Regions from separate parts of the Sus scrofa genome. Here region 1 is linked to region 2. Evidence: chromatin contacts called from public HiChIP or PLAC-seq data. All regions are on one chromosome and are shown on one strand. Each heading gives the region's core, a stretch centred on a gene start, on an enhancer-like site or on the middle of the called end of the contact. The rest is flanking DNA. Distances are from core to core; before and after follow the strand shown. Region 1 holds the start of ARHGAP31 (rho GTPase-activating protein 31). Region 2 holds the start of POGLUT1 (protein O-glucosyltransferase 1).

The links. HiChIP or PLAC-seq counts read pairs in DNA pulled down with a chosen protein or histone mark.
Region 1: an H3K27ac HiChIP or PLAC-seq map of skeletal muscle shows a contact between it and region 2. The contact joins the promoter of ARHGAP31 here to the promoter of POGLUT1 in region 2. A contact is called at or near these places in 1 of 5 promoter capture datasets (fetal skeletal muscle), 5 of 47 Hi-C or Micro-C datasets (embryonic fibroblasts, fetal heart ventricle, liver and 2 more) and 2 of 2 datasets of contacts at active chromatin or transcription factors (alveolar macrophages and skeletal muscle).

The regions. Positions count from the first base shown.
Region 1 is chr13:140,946,619-140,952,924 of Sscrofa11.1, reverse strand. It overlaps ARHGAP31 (rho GTPase-activating protein 31), which reads left to right and starts at 4,421. Exons shown (of 12, transcript XM_021070330.1): 1 at 4,421-5,278. The coding sequence starts at 5,179.
Region 2 is chr13:140,790,365-140,796,400 of Sscrofa11.1, reverse strand. It overlaps POGLUT1 (protein O-glucosyltransferase 1), which reads left to right and starts at 2,756. Exons shown (of 11, transcript XM_021070325.1): 1 at 2,756-2,953; 2 at 3,657-3,747; 3 at 5,870-6,013. The coding sequence starts at 2,869.

The DNA of each region.
Region 1 (6,306 bases), core at 3,172-5,671, 150 kb before region 2:
AGGACACCAGTCAGATTGGATTAGGGCCAAATCTAATAGCCTCATATTAACCCTGTCTTTAAAAGTCTTATTTCCAAATACAGTCAAATTCTGAGGGATTGGGGATTGGGGCTTCAACATATGAATGTGGAGTCAGGGTGAGGGTGCGGGCACAATTTGGCCCATCACACCCAACGATCAGTGACAACAGTGGTGTCTTAAAATTGGAAAAGAAAAGAGGGAGAGGAAATGAACCTAGCAGAAGGAGGAGCTAATCCTCATACCCCAGAATGAAGAATTCAGAACATCTTAATCACAGTCCATGGACAAGGAATCATGTGTGAGAATTTAACTGGGCATGAGCAGAGGAGGGAGAACTCTAAAGTTGTTGATTTGGGAGTTCCCTTCGTGGCTCAGTGGTTAATGAACACAACTAGGATCCATGAGGATGTGGGTTTGATCCCTGGCTTCGCTCAGTGGGTTAAGGATCTGGCATTGCCATGAGCTGTGGTGTAGGTTGCAGATGTGGCTCAGATTTGGCATCGCTGTGCCTGTGGTGTAGGCAGGCAGCTGCAGCTCCAACTCACCCCTTAGCCTGGGGAGTTCCATATGCCCCGGGTGCAGCCCTAAAAAGCAAAATAAAAAATAAATGCTGATTTCTAATCTCTAGTCTTAGGGGCAAATTGGGTGGAAGAAAAGGCTAAATCATAGGTGACATTAAAATCTCCCAAGTCTGTTTATTTATAGCAGAGTAGATTGCTACCAGCCTTCATGACTAAAGGAAGCAGATGGCCCACGTTGACAAGCATCAGTCTTCACCAACTGAAGATAAATCACAGGCAAGGACAGAACCCTTCTGTAGGAGCTCCATGGGAGTGAAGTTCTTTTTGTACCATCATAATCTGCTAAAGACATAATTTATGTTATCACCAAATAGCTTAATTAGTCCTTCTGTTGACATTCCTACACCATCTCCATGTAACCTGCTTCCTGGGCAATCCTCAGCCCAACGGAAAAACCTATTGGAACCCAAACCTGACTTCCTGCCAGAGACCCAGGAAAAGGTATACATTTTAGAGTAAGCAATGAGAAAAAGAAAAATGGGAAGATAAAGAAAAATAGAAAGAGCATATATATGAGTTCTTTTGTGGTACAGCAGGTCAAGGATCCGGTGGTGTCACTGCTCCAGTTGCTGGTGTGGCGTGGGTTCAATCCTTGGAACGTCCACATGCTGCAGGTGCGGCCAAAAAAAAACCAGAAACAAACCAAAAAATCAAAAAACCAAGATGGTGTCTAGAATAAGATTTAAATTCAGCACCTATCACAGGGTTTACTCAGCGATGCGAGGGGGCAGGGAGCATTTGGGGAGAGACTCACTTTCTAGCTCCCTGGGTCAGGCTATTCCCATAGGGCTTCGTTATCTAGCTTGATAAACTGTGAGTTCTTCCCACGATGAGGAGATCATTGAGAACTATCAAGCAGAGACAAAGAACCACAACATACACATTTCAAATAAGGTGTGTTCAATCAGCCCAGGCATAATGGTCACCTTGTCCACTGTTCAGTATTACCTTGCCCCTGAACCCTAAACAACTTGAATCCAGCTTATCATGAAGCAGGAGTGGAAAGGTCTCGGGCTGTTCCAGAATAAAAATTCTATGATTGTGGAGTCCCTTTGGGGAATTCTTGGTAAAGCATAGAAGAATCTTCAGGCTGAGTCACTCACTAGCTTTATAGTTCATCTGGGCAGTCCTGTTTTGTGACAGCCTACACTTGCTGGGTTTGATGGTGATTAAGGGGATCTGGTTCATAGCTAAGGTTATAATGTGAAGTGTGTTGAGAAATAGTTGTGAGTTACTGTTTTTTAGCTGGTCAACTTGTGAGAAATACCATATTTAATAAAATGTTATATAATTAAAAAATAGTATTTGAATAAAGTCTGATGATTAGTTAGTATTATTGTATTAATATAAATGTCCTACTTTCGATAATTGTACTCTGGTTATATAAGACATTAATACTTGGGAAAGCTGGTTGAAGGGTATATGGGAATTCTGATTATTTTCCTGCAAATTTTTTTTTCTTCTTTTAAATTTTTTTATTTTTCTGGTAAAATTTTTATAAGCTGAAATTATTTCAACATAAATAGTTAAAAGAATGTTTTTTAAACCTTTAGAAAGGTAATTCACAGTGCTTGACAACTTATCCATAATTTGTGCCTGGGGGCCTGGACCCAGGAAAAGAGCAACCCTTCAGCCTCTCTCCTTTGCTGCCAAAATGATGAAATCCATTGTAGGTCAGATGAAATAATGAATACGAAAGTCTTTGCTACAGTAAACTCCTAAGCAAGAGTTAATAGTAATAATTATAATCTCATATGGAGATGCTTCTCTATAAATAAAGGACGGAACAAGCCATTATATGAAATACCCTACCAAATGGTCCCCAAGTAGCTTTTAAGATGCTTAGAAACTGCTGTCCTGGCAGTAGGAAACAGGGAGTCATTGACAGGATTTTGAGCAAAGCAGGCACATAACAACAGCGATACTTTAGGAAGATTCAACAGGCCTTTAGGGCATAGGATGAAGTGGGAAAAGACTGGACTTACCAAACCCCACTAGGAGTTATTCTAATAATTCAGGAGTGAATGGTCCTCACTGAATGGGCCTGGAAGGAAGAAGCCCAGCAGAGAGGCATTTTGAAGGACTCATCCGTCTGGCCAGGCAGAACTAGGCTGGGGGTGGGGGCGGAAAGAGAGAAATGAGTCAGTGGTTACTTGAAGATGTCTCGCCAAGATGACTAGGGCAATGCTGGTGTCACTAAGAGACAGATGGCAAATAGAAGGAAGGAGAGACCATACACAGCTTGGGCCGAAAACTCCAGTGGCTCCAAAGGCCAGGCAGGGAAGGAGGGAAGGAGGGAAAACAGGAAGTGGAGCTGCAAAACTGGAGGACTCATCTCTCTAAAGAGGGTGGTACCTCCATGGAGCTTCTACAACTCAGCATCAGAGGCCCTTGACACGTGGAAATGCACTTTCGGTGTCACCACATCGTCTATTTTTGTAAGAGAAGCTAGAAATCCAGATCTTTTAAGTTAAAAATGTTAACTCTTTAATGTTGGCAGTTAATTTTAAAATTTTAAATATTTAATACTTAAATATTTAAGGAGTTCCCATCGTGGCTCAGTGGAAACAAATCTGACTAGGATCCATGAGGACATGAGGACACAAGTTTGATCCCTGGCCTCACTCTGTGGGGAGGGGATCCAGCATTGCCATGAGTGAGCTGTGATGTAGGTCACAGACACAGCTTGGATCTGGCATTGCTGTGGCTGTAGCATAGGCCAGAGACTACAGCTCTGATTTGACACCTAGACCCATAGCCTGGGAACCTCCATATGCCATGGGTGCGGCCCTAAAAAGGCAAAAATTTTTTTTTTAATATTTAAAATGGCAAACAAACCAAACACATCTGTGAGCCAGATTCAGCAGGCAGGCTATCAATTGTGAGTACTCACAAAGAGAGAAGGTCAAGGGTCAAAGTTCATACACTGTCTTGGTGATACATAGGGAGATAAGAGACTGTGACAGGATTCAGTAACTAAAATACTATACTTAAAGCTTTTTCCAGCATTCTGAGCTCTATGACTGTCTCTACCCTTTAAGCCTATATATGGATTTGAATTTATACAGGAAGTTTAATCTAATCCTCAAATGGTGAAATCACCAGAATTTGAGTGCTTACTGTGTGCTGAGTACACAGAAGTCAAAGAATTTCAAATCTAACTGGAGAAAAAACATGCCCTCCTGAAAACTTGAGACAAATTATGAAATAACCTGAGAGACTGCTTTCTTCAGATTATGTTAGAATATCAGAGTCACCTTAAGTCCTGGTCCCCTCACTCCCACCCCCCGCATCACTTCCATTTAGCAAACTTTGTAGTAATGCCTCTGTGTGTGTGTGTGTGTGTGTGTGTGTGTGTGTGTGTGTGTGTGTGTGTAACTTGAATCTCTAATCAGAAATCTGATTTCCAGGGCAGTGGTTAAAAAGTGGCAGCCTCCATCCCTCCCTCAGCTTTGGAGGGGACTTAGCTGGGTTGGGGGTACTGGGGCGCGGGACAGTAGAATGGGAGTGGTTGGCGAAAACTGCTCCCCGTTAGGTTTCTCCGTTGGAATCCCTGTCTTTGTTTCTGTCATTACTCTTTAAGTGTTTGTGTAGGAGCAGACAGGCACCGAAATAGAAATTGTCAAAGAGATGATGACAATGAAGATAAAATACAAGGGAGGACTTTTTTTTTCAGTCCCACCTAGCCCCCTCCATCCAGAGTGCCAGCGCGCCTCCTCCCGCCGTCTTCAAAGAGCCGTCGATGGGGCAGGAAGCGGGTGGCTCGGGCTGTGGGTGCTCCTAGGAGAGCGGCGATTTCCTCCCGGGCGGGCCAGTTATCTCTAGAGTCGCCGAGCAGCTCTGCGAAGAGCGCGTTCTCTCCCCAACCCCGTACTCCTCAACCCACCCACCTACTTCCTCCGGCTCCATACACACATGAGCACAGAGCTGCCAAAAATTTCCACCCTCCGCCCCCCTCCCTAGCTAACTTCCTTCCAGCATTTCCTGAGCTGGATGATCCTAGGATTTGTAAGACAGGAAAAAAAGGAAGGCGTGAGGGCGGGCGAGAGAGACAGGATGCTTGTTTTTCGTTCTACCAAAGCCGTCTGAAGGCAAGACAGCGCGCGCCGGGCAGAGGACCCACGCAGTCCCCGGGCCGTCTCCGCGCCCGCCGCCGGCTTCCCCGCGCCCTCGGCCACTCCCGGGCTTCGAGAAGACGGACCGGAGAGCTCGCCCTCCCTCCAAAGAGGAGGAAGACAACCGAAGACACCGCGGGAACCTGTGAAAGTCCCTGGGACTCCAAGTGAGGAAGTGACACTCCCAGCGAGCCGGCCCGCCGCTGCCAGCTCCGCACGGCCTGCGGCACCGCGGCCCTGGAGGAGCGCGCGGTGGATTTCAGGCTCCGCGCCCGCGCCGGGCTCAGCGCCCCGCGGGCTCCATGCGCTCTGTCCCGGGCCCAAACTCTTCCCGACGCCCATGCGGCCCCACAGCGCCGCGCCGCAGCCACTGATCTAACCCCCACCCCGGAGACCACCGTCGGCGCGGTGCCAAGCAGAGGGGAGGGGGAGACGGAGGGCAACCTCTTTGGGACTAACTCATGAAGAACAAGGGTGCCAAGCAGAAGCTGAAACGAAAGGGAGCCGCCAGCGCCTTTGGCTGTGACCTCACGGAGTATCTGGAAAGCTCAGGACAGGATGGTAAAGTGCCTTCGCCTACCCCCCTCCCCCCTTCTTTTTGTTTGAGAGAAAGAGGGACTCTCCGAGGGTGTGTTACATTCAATTCACAAGTTAATGTATTCCAGGCTTGTGCGCTCCTTCTACTTTTTTTTCTTTTTGAAGAATATACACAATTCTTGAGGTGCATAGCGCTGCCACCCCGACGTGTAGAGGTTGTGTCAGTCCTTCCGTTTGTGTCACACAAGCCGTTAATGGGCGGTGCTGCTGCAAGTTTAAGCGGCTACCCCTGGGGGCCTGGGGTGGGGGCTGGAGAGATCCCGATCCCCAACTTTGGATGTGGGAGAGGAGGGGTGAGGACTGGACCTGTGGGATGGTGTTCACTGGGCTTCTCTGGGTACATAATTATGACCGCCTTAGGTGTCCCTCCCGGCTTCTCCAGTTTCATCAGCTCACATCTTTTTTTATTAATGTGCTGGAAGGCAGGGGGTGCGGTGGATCCTGGCTGGGGGAGTGGTTGCACAAACATTTTCTGAATTTCTGAACTGATGCCAAATATATAGTACCTCCCTCCCTCCCCTTCCCAACCCCTCAGACCCTTTACCTCCTCTTGGCTTTCAGATTAGCGTTTGGTGTGTCAGACAAGAAGAGTGTTGTAAAAAGGTCAGAGGGCCTTGCCTTGAAAATAGTTTAGGAGAGCGTTTCTTAAGGAGAGAGTCTCTGCTTTCAAGGTCAGATTGGAAAAAAAGCCGATCCTCCAGAGTAGAGACAATTTAAACATTTGTTAGGGGGAGGGCGAAAGAAAACAATCCAGAACACAATAACAGCATTTGAGGTTAGAAGTTTTTAATCATAGGAACGTTGGAGAAATTGAGCATTAAATGACTCCTTTTGTAAGGTTGACTGGCCCTGTACTTATCCGTGACAAAAAGGCCTTGTCTTCAGAAACTTCAGTGAGAGAGAAAAAAGTCTACTATATGGGCCTTGTGTTTATACATACATAGATACAAGAAAGGGGGGAAACTGAAGGGCTAACTATGCAGAATAATTCT
Region 2 (6,036 bases), core at 1,507-4,006:
CCCTTTATGTCCAGTATATGATTAGTTAACCTTCACTGAGAGATTTGTTTGGTGCCAGACACTAGACTGGTAGCTTTACATATTTCATTTAAATCTCTTAACGTTTTGGTATTATTTTATAGAGAAAACTAAAAGTAAGAAAAAATAATTTGCTGATACCCAGTTAATATAACCCAGCTAATCAATGACAGAACCAAATTTTAGAGCCAGAATAACCAATATCAAAACTAAAGCTAGTGATATTTCTAAATATTCTTTTTCCCCCGTGTATTTTTTTTTTTTTTTTTTTTTTTTAAGGCCACATCCCTGACATATGGAGGTTCCCAGGCTAGGGGCCCAATCAGAGCTAGAGCTGCAGGTCTACGCCACAGCCATAGCAACTAGAAATCGGAGCCTTCTCTGCAACCTACACCACAGCTCATGGCAACTCCAGACCTCTTGGTTCCTAGTTGGATTCCTTTCTGCTGTGCCACGACTACAGGAACTATGCCCCAAGCATTCTTATACTTTAATTCATGCAACATAGATCACCATATATTTTCATTGTATTCACCTGTAGGCTTATGGTACATTTCTTTTCATATTTGCTCTGTTAATTCCTTGCTAGCTTGCTACATTGAAACTCTGTTGATTTTCTCTTGGTTCACCAGCATTCATCTTTCATTGAGCAATTATTTATTTAGTGCCTACTGTGTACCAGGCATTGTATTAATGAGTAAGACAGCAGATATGTCCCTGTCCTCCTGGGGTTTATATTCTAATGAAAGAAACATGTATTTAATATCAATGAAATAATTACAGGTTGTAAGTATTATGAAGGAGATAAAGGGATAAGGTGAAAAATAAAGGTGCTATTTTGAAGGGAATCTGTCTGAGGAAATGACATTCCAGAAAAAACCTGAATATGGGGAAGGAACCAGAAATGCCAAGATGGGAGAGAAAAGTAATCTTCATAGAAAACAAAACTTATGCAGAGATTCTAAGGTAGGCTAGAGCTTGGCATGTGTGAGAAACAATGCAAAGCTGTACAGTTAGATCACAGTATGAAATGAATTTGAAGAGACAAACAGAAGCTTGAACATGGAGGGTCTTTTAAACTATACTGTTTGCATTTTAAATTAGTGGCTGGCCTAGGACCTAGAAATCTGTGGGTTTCTTAAGTCCCAGAAGAATTCTAGCACCCATTCACATATAGGAACCACTGGAGTAAAACACCTCACCTCTTAAGGAAATGAAACAAGTATTGTTTAGATTCAGGTGCAGCTTATTCCTTCTGTGTATAGGGCTCACTTACCTCCCAATCTCTCACTGCAAAGATAAACATTGTAAATTTGCAGAAAACACTGATTTATTTTCATTTCAAAGACATTATAACACAAAATGATTTCTGTTTTGTTCTGATCACAGAAAGCAATAATTATGGAAATAAGCTATTTTATTGGGGTTTTTATAATTGTTCTCCAGTATATTCATTTTAAAGTAACTTTGAAAGTAAAGGTTATTGTGTTTAATCTATGTAGTACACAGTCTTATGTGCTTTTGATGAAACATTCATTTGAACTACTGTACACCTTCCTGGAAGTAGAAAAAATTGATTTAAGTTTCATTTGGATTCCTGAAGAAGCCTTTTAAGATGCAGTGTTAATGATTCATTTTCTTCTCTTGCTTACTCATGCAGAATGAGTTACATAGCCCATTCCTAGCTAATCAACATTATTTTACCTTCCAACGTTCCTTAAGATGTATCCTAAATCCTCCACTACCATCAGCCTAGGTTCTACTCCCATGTGCAAATTATGGCTGCTCCCCTTTTTCAGCATCTCCAGCATTCTCCTTTTCTTCAGCCTGGAATGCACCCTTCCTGCCCCCTTTCTTCAGTATTCCAGTTCAAATTGATCTTTCCGTCTGCTGAAACCAGTAGCATTTAGATACTGCCTTAAGTTGTAAATTATCTCTGGGGAAGTCATATTTTTCTTCTGGCTAGTTCTAAACTTCGGGGCACAGATCTCATCTTGTACTTCCACGTTTTTCCACAGAGCCTAGAGTGTCACTATGCACATTTTACACAATGGATACATACTTCTATTTGTATGATCACTGTATATATATATATATCTACGCTTTTCTTTATATACCATATAGAGCTATATACATACACTGTATGGTATGTTGCCCATTGTTTTGTTTTGTTTTTCCAAGTCACCCAAACACTTATAAATAGTTATTACAAAGAGATGTGTGCTATATATTGTCTGCAACCTTTTGGGCTCTAACAGTGCTGTAGACATTCAGGGGTTCAACAAATCTATACTATTTAATAAGAACCAGTTTGAGGTTGTGGAAGGAACTTCTAGCCTAAATTTTGCCACTTAAAGGCGGATCTGTGGGCGGAAAATGGTATCCTCTCTGACCTTCAGTTTTGGGGCTGTGAGACTGTGTTCAAGATGTTATAAAATGTAACGAACAAATATTAGACATTTTACCGGGGAGGAGGGGCGTACCATTTATTCATTCGCTCCTAGGATCCGATTTTATCTGAGGGCGAGCGAGCTGGGGCGGAGGGTCGGGGAGAGGATTTCACTCTATTCGCAAAGATGCAGCTCTGAACATATAAAGCTCGGCTTTCAACAGACGAGTAGAAAAATCGCGTCCCGCCGCACCGCACTAGGCGTTGGTTAACTCCCCGGGGAGGGCCCAGCTTCCCCGCTCCGCCTTCGCAGGGAACCGGTACCCGGAGGCTGAGCAGCGAGCAGCAGCCTCTGCGTTGGGCGGCTCTCCACCCACGTGGTGCGGCTCCACGGCCATCTTTGTGCGGGGCTGCGCTTCCGCCGGCGCAGCGGCGGGGCCTCCGCAGTGGGTCGGCTGGCGATGGAGCGGTGGGCGCTCTCACATCTTCGGTTGTGGCTGCTGTTGCTCCTCCTGCTCCCGGTGCCGGGCCGCCAAAAGGAGTCAGGTGCGCTCTGGGCGGCGCCGAGCCCGCCGCTGGGGCTCAGGGTCTGGCCCGGTGCCAAGCGCTCTCCCGCTCCCCTCGCTCCCGGTGCGGCTGGCGCCCGGCTTCTGCTGTGGTCGCGGTGGCGCAGAGCTGGGCAGGGAGCACCCGGGCGCCTCAGAGCGGAGAGAGATTGCGTCTGGGTGTCTAGCGCGGCTTCTGCCCAGGACCCTGGAGAGTAACCCATCCTCTGGAATTCGGAGTGATAGTTGGGAGGAGAGGGTATGCCCCTGTTCCTCCACAGCGAGTGTGTCCCACGCTGGGCTACCTTGTAGCTCCCTAACACACGTTGGGGGATAACTTGTGTGTGTGTGTTCGAAGGGAGGGTTAATGCCTGCGGCTTTTAATCAACCCCCTTTATGAGGCTCAGTTTGATTAGTAAAAGGTGAGAATCCATGTCACCAGCTTATCCATAACCTAGGTGCCAAGAATTAAGCTTGGAAATTTTCCCATTTCTTGTATACCTGGCAGCCTGAGTAGAGGAGCAGACCTGACCTGAGTGCTGGAGAGCTATAGAATGAATCCTTCCTGGAGGTTCATTTCACCAGTGGGATGGAAAAGGGGTGTCTACAAGTTTGGGCCTTCTTTTGGTTCTGCCTGTGTGCCGCAAGTGAATAAGAATGCTCAGGGATGTTTTGTTAACCTTCATTTACTTCACTTTTTGAAGGTTCGAAATGGAAAGTACTTATTGACCAAATTAACAGAGCTTTGGAAAATTATGAACCATGTTCAAGTCAAAACTGCAGCTGCTACCATGGGTGAGTTCTTTTCTTTGATGTGTTTTAGAGTATTTAGATCTTGTCAGGAGGAAATGCCCTAAGATCCCAGAAAGACCTTAGTTGCTGTCAGAGAGCCAAGCATGCTTTGAGAGCAGACAGATGTTTTGAGGGTCCCTGAGGTGGTTTTCACATTTCTAGGGAATAAAAATGCCCTGGGATGGGAAAGGCCAAAGTGGTCTTAGCATTGCTTGTTAACTTCCTGTAGGAGTTAGCACATGTATTTGTCTGCCTTCCCCACTGAACCAAAAGCTTCTTGAGGTCAAGGCCTCTGTCTTATATTCACTGCTGTATTCCTGGTGCTGGCTCTCAGTAAGTACTTAACTAAATATTGTTGAAGGAATGAATGTATATTTGAATGAATCAAATCGTATGTTTCCTGTTGGCTGTATATTTTTTCATATATATACATGGTATAAAATTTATAAAGTTCAAAAGGGCATTTACAAAAGTGAAAAGTAAGTTTTCTCCAACTCCTGGCTCACGCTATTTACTTGCCCTGGAGGTAACCATTGTTACTAGTTTTTTTAATATTCCCTCCAGAAATCAAAATGTACCTTAAAATTAGGAGTGCCCGTCGTGGCACAGTGGTTAACGAATCCGACTAGGAACCATGAGGTTGAGGGTTCGGTCCCTGCCCTTGCTCAGTGGGTTAACAACGATCCGGCGTTGTCTTGAGCTGTGGTGTAGGTTGCAGACTCGGCTCGGATCCTGCGCGTGCTGTGGCTCTGGTGTAGGCAGGTGGCTACAGCTCCGATTTGACCCCTAGCCTGGGAACCGCCATATGCCGTGGGAGCTGCCCAAAGAAATAGCAAAAAGACAAAAAAAAAAAAAAAAAAAATTAATACTTTTATTGTTACAGTAAGTGTTGTCTTCTTATTTTTTTACATTTTTTATTTCCCCAATACAATTTTTTTTTCTGTACAGCATGATGACCCAACTACACATACATATATACATTCTTTTTTCTCACATTGTCATGCGCCATCATAAGTGACTAGACATAGTTCCCAGTGCTACACAGCAGGATCTCATCGCTAATCCATTCCAAAGGCAATAGTTTGCATCTATTAACCCCAATCCACCCCACTCCCTCCCCACCTATGGCTGTTTTTAAGGTATGTAAATTAGAGCTGGAGTGTGGTGTGGTAAACAGATTCCTTTAAAATCAGCCTTGGGTACTAGTCCCAGATCCCAGCACCAGATCCAAACCACTTAACTCCTCTAGGTGTCAGATTTTTCATCAGCTAAATAACAGGGCCCTTTAAGCCCTCCCTCTGATTCCTCAAAAAATTCACCTGATATGTATACTTGCTGAAAACTTATTATGTACTGAACTTTAAAAGGGATACAAAAGAGTGTACTTTCTGATTACTCCTGTTAGTTGTACATAATGCTGGAGGATGTGGGGGTGGTAGGAGCCAAACAGTCTAGAATATGGGAATCAGAGTGTCAGACTATAAGGCATAGACCATACCTTCTGTGGGGTTCAGAAGAGAGGAGGTCAGTGGGACTGCAGTGACTGGGAGGATATGGGTATGGCATGAGTAGTGAAGGTAGAGTATGCATCAGGCAAGGGAGGGGCATGGAAGGAGGAAGAGATTTTTTTTTTTCTTTCTTTCTTTCTTTCTTTTTTTTTTTTGGTCTTTTTGCCTTTTCTGGGGCCGCTCCTACAGCATATGGAGGTTCCCAGGCTAGGGGTCTAATCGAAGCTGTAGCTGCCAGCTTTCGCCACAGCCACAGCAACACCAGATCCAAGTCACGCCTGTGACCTACAGCACAGCTCACAGCTACGCTGGATCCTTAACCCACTGAGCGAGGCCAGGGATTGTACCCACAACCTCATGGTTCCTAGTCAGATTTGTTAACCGCTGCACCATGATGGGAACTCTGGAAGAGATATTTTCTTGCTTTTTCTTTTTTGTGGCTTTGTTGTTGTTGGTATTTTAGATCACCTGTGACGCTTGTCTGGGGAGAAGTTGCTCGTTCTCGCACTCTCTTCTTTCCCTTAGCTTACTGTGTTCTCTAATACCAATCCTAAACCCATGGGTAGGAAGCAGAGTCTCTGGGCCTGCTTTCGTTGACAATTCCCATTCTTTCCCAGTGTCATAGAAGAAGATCTGACTCCTTTCCGAGGAGGTATCTCCAGGAAGATGATGGCGGAGGTAGTCAGACGGAAACTAGGGACCCACTATCAGATCATTAAGAACAGATTATACCGAGAAAGTGACTGCATGTTCCCTTCAAGGTAAGAATTATAAGGTCTATTTT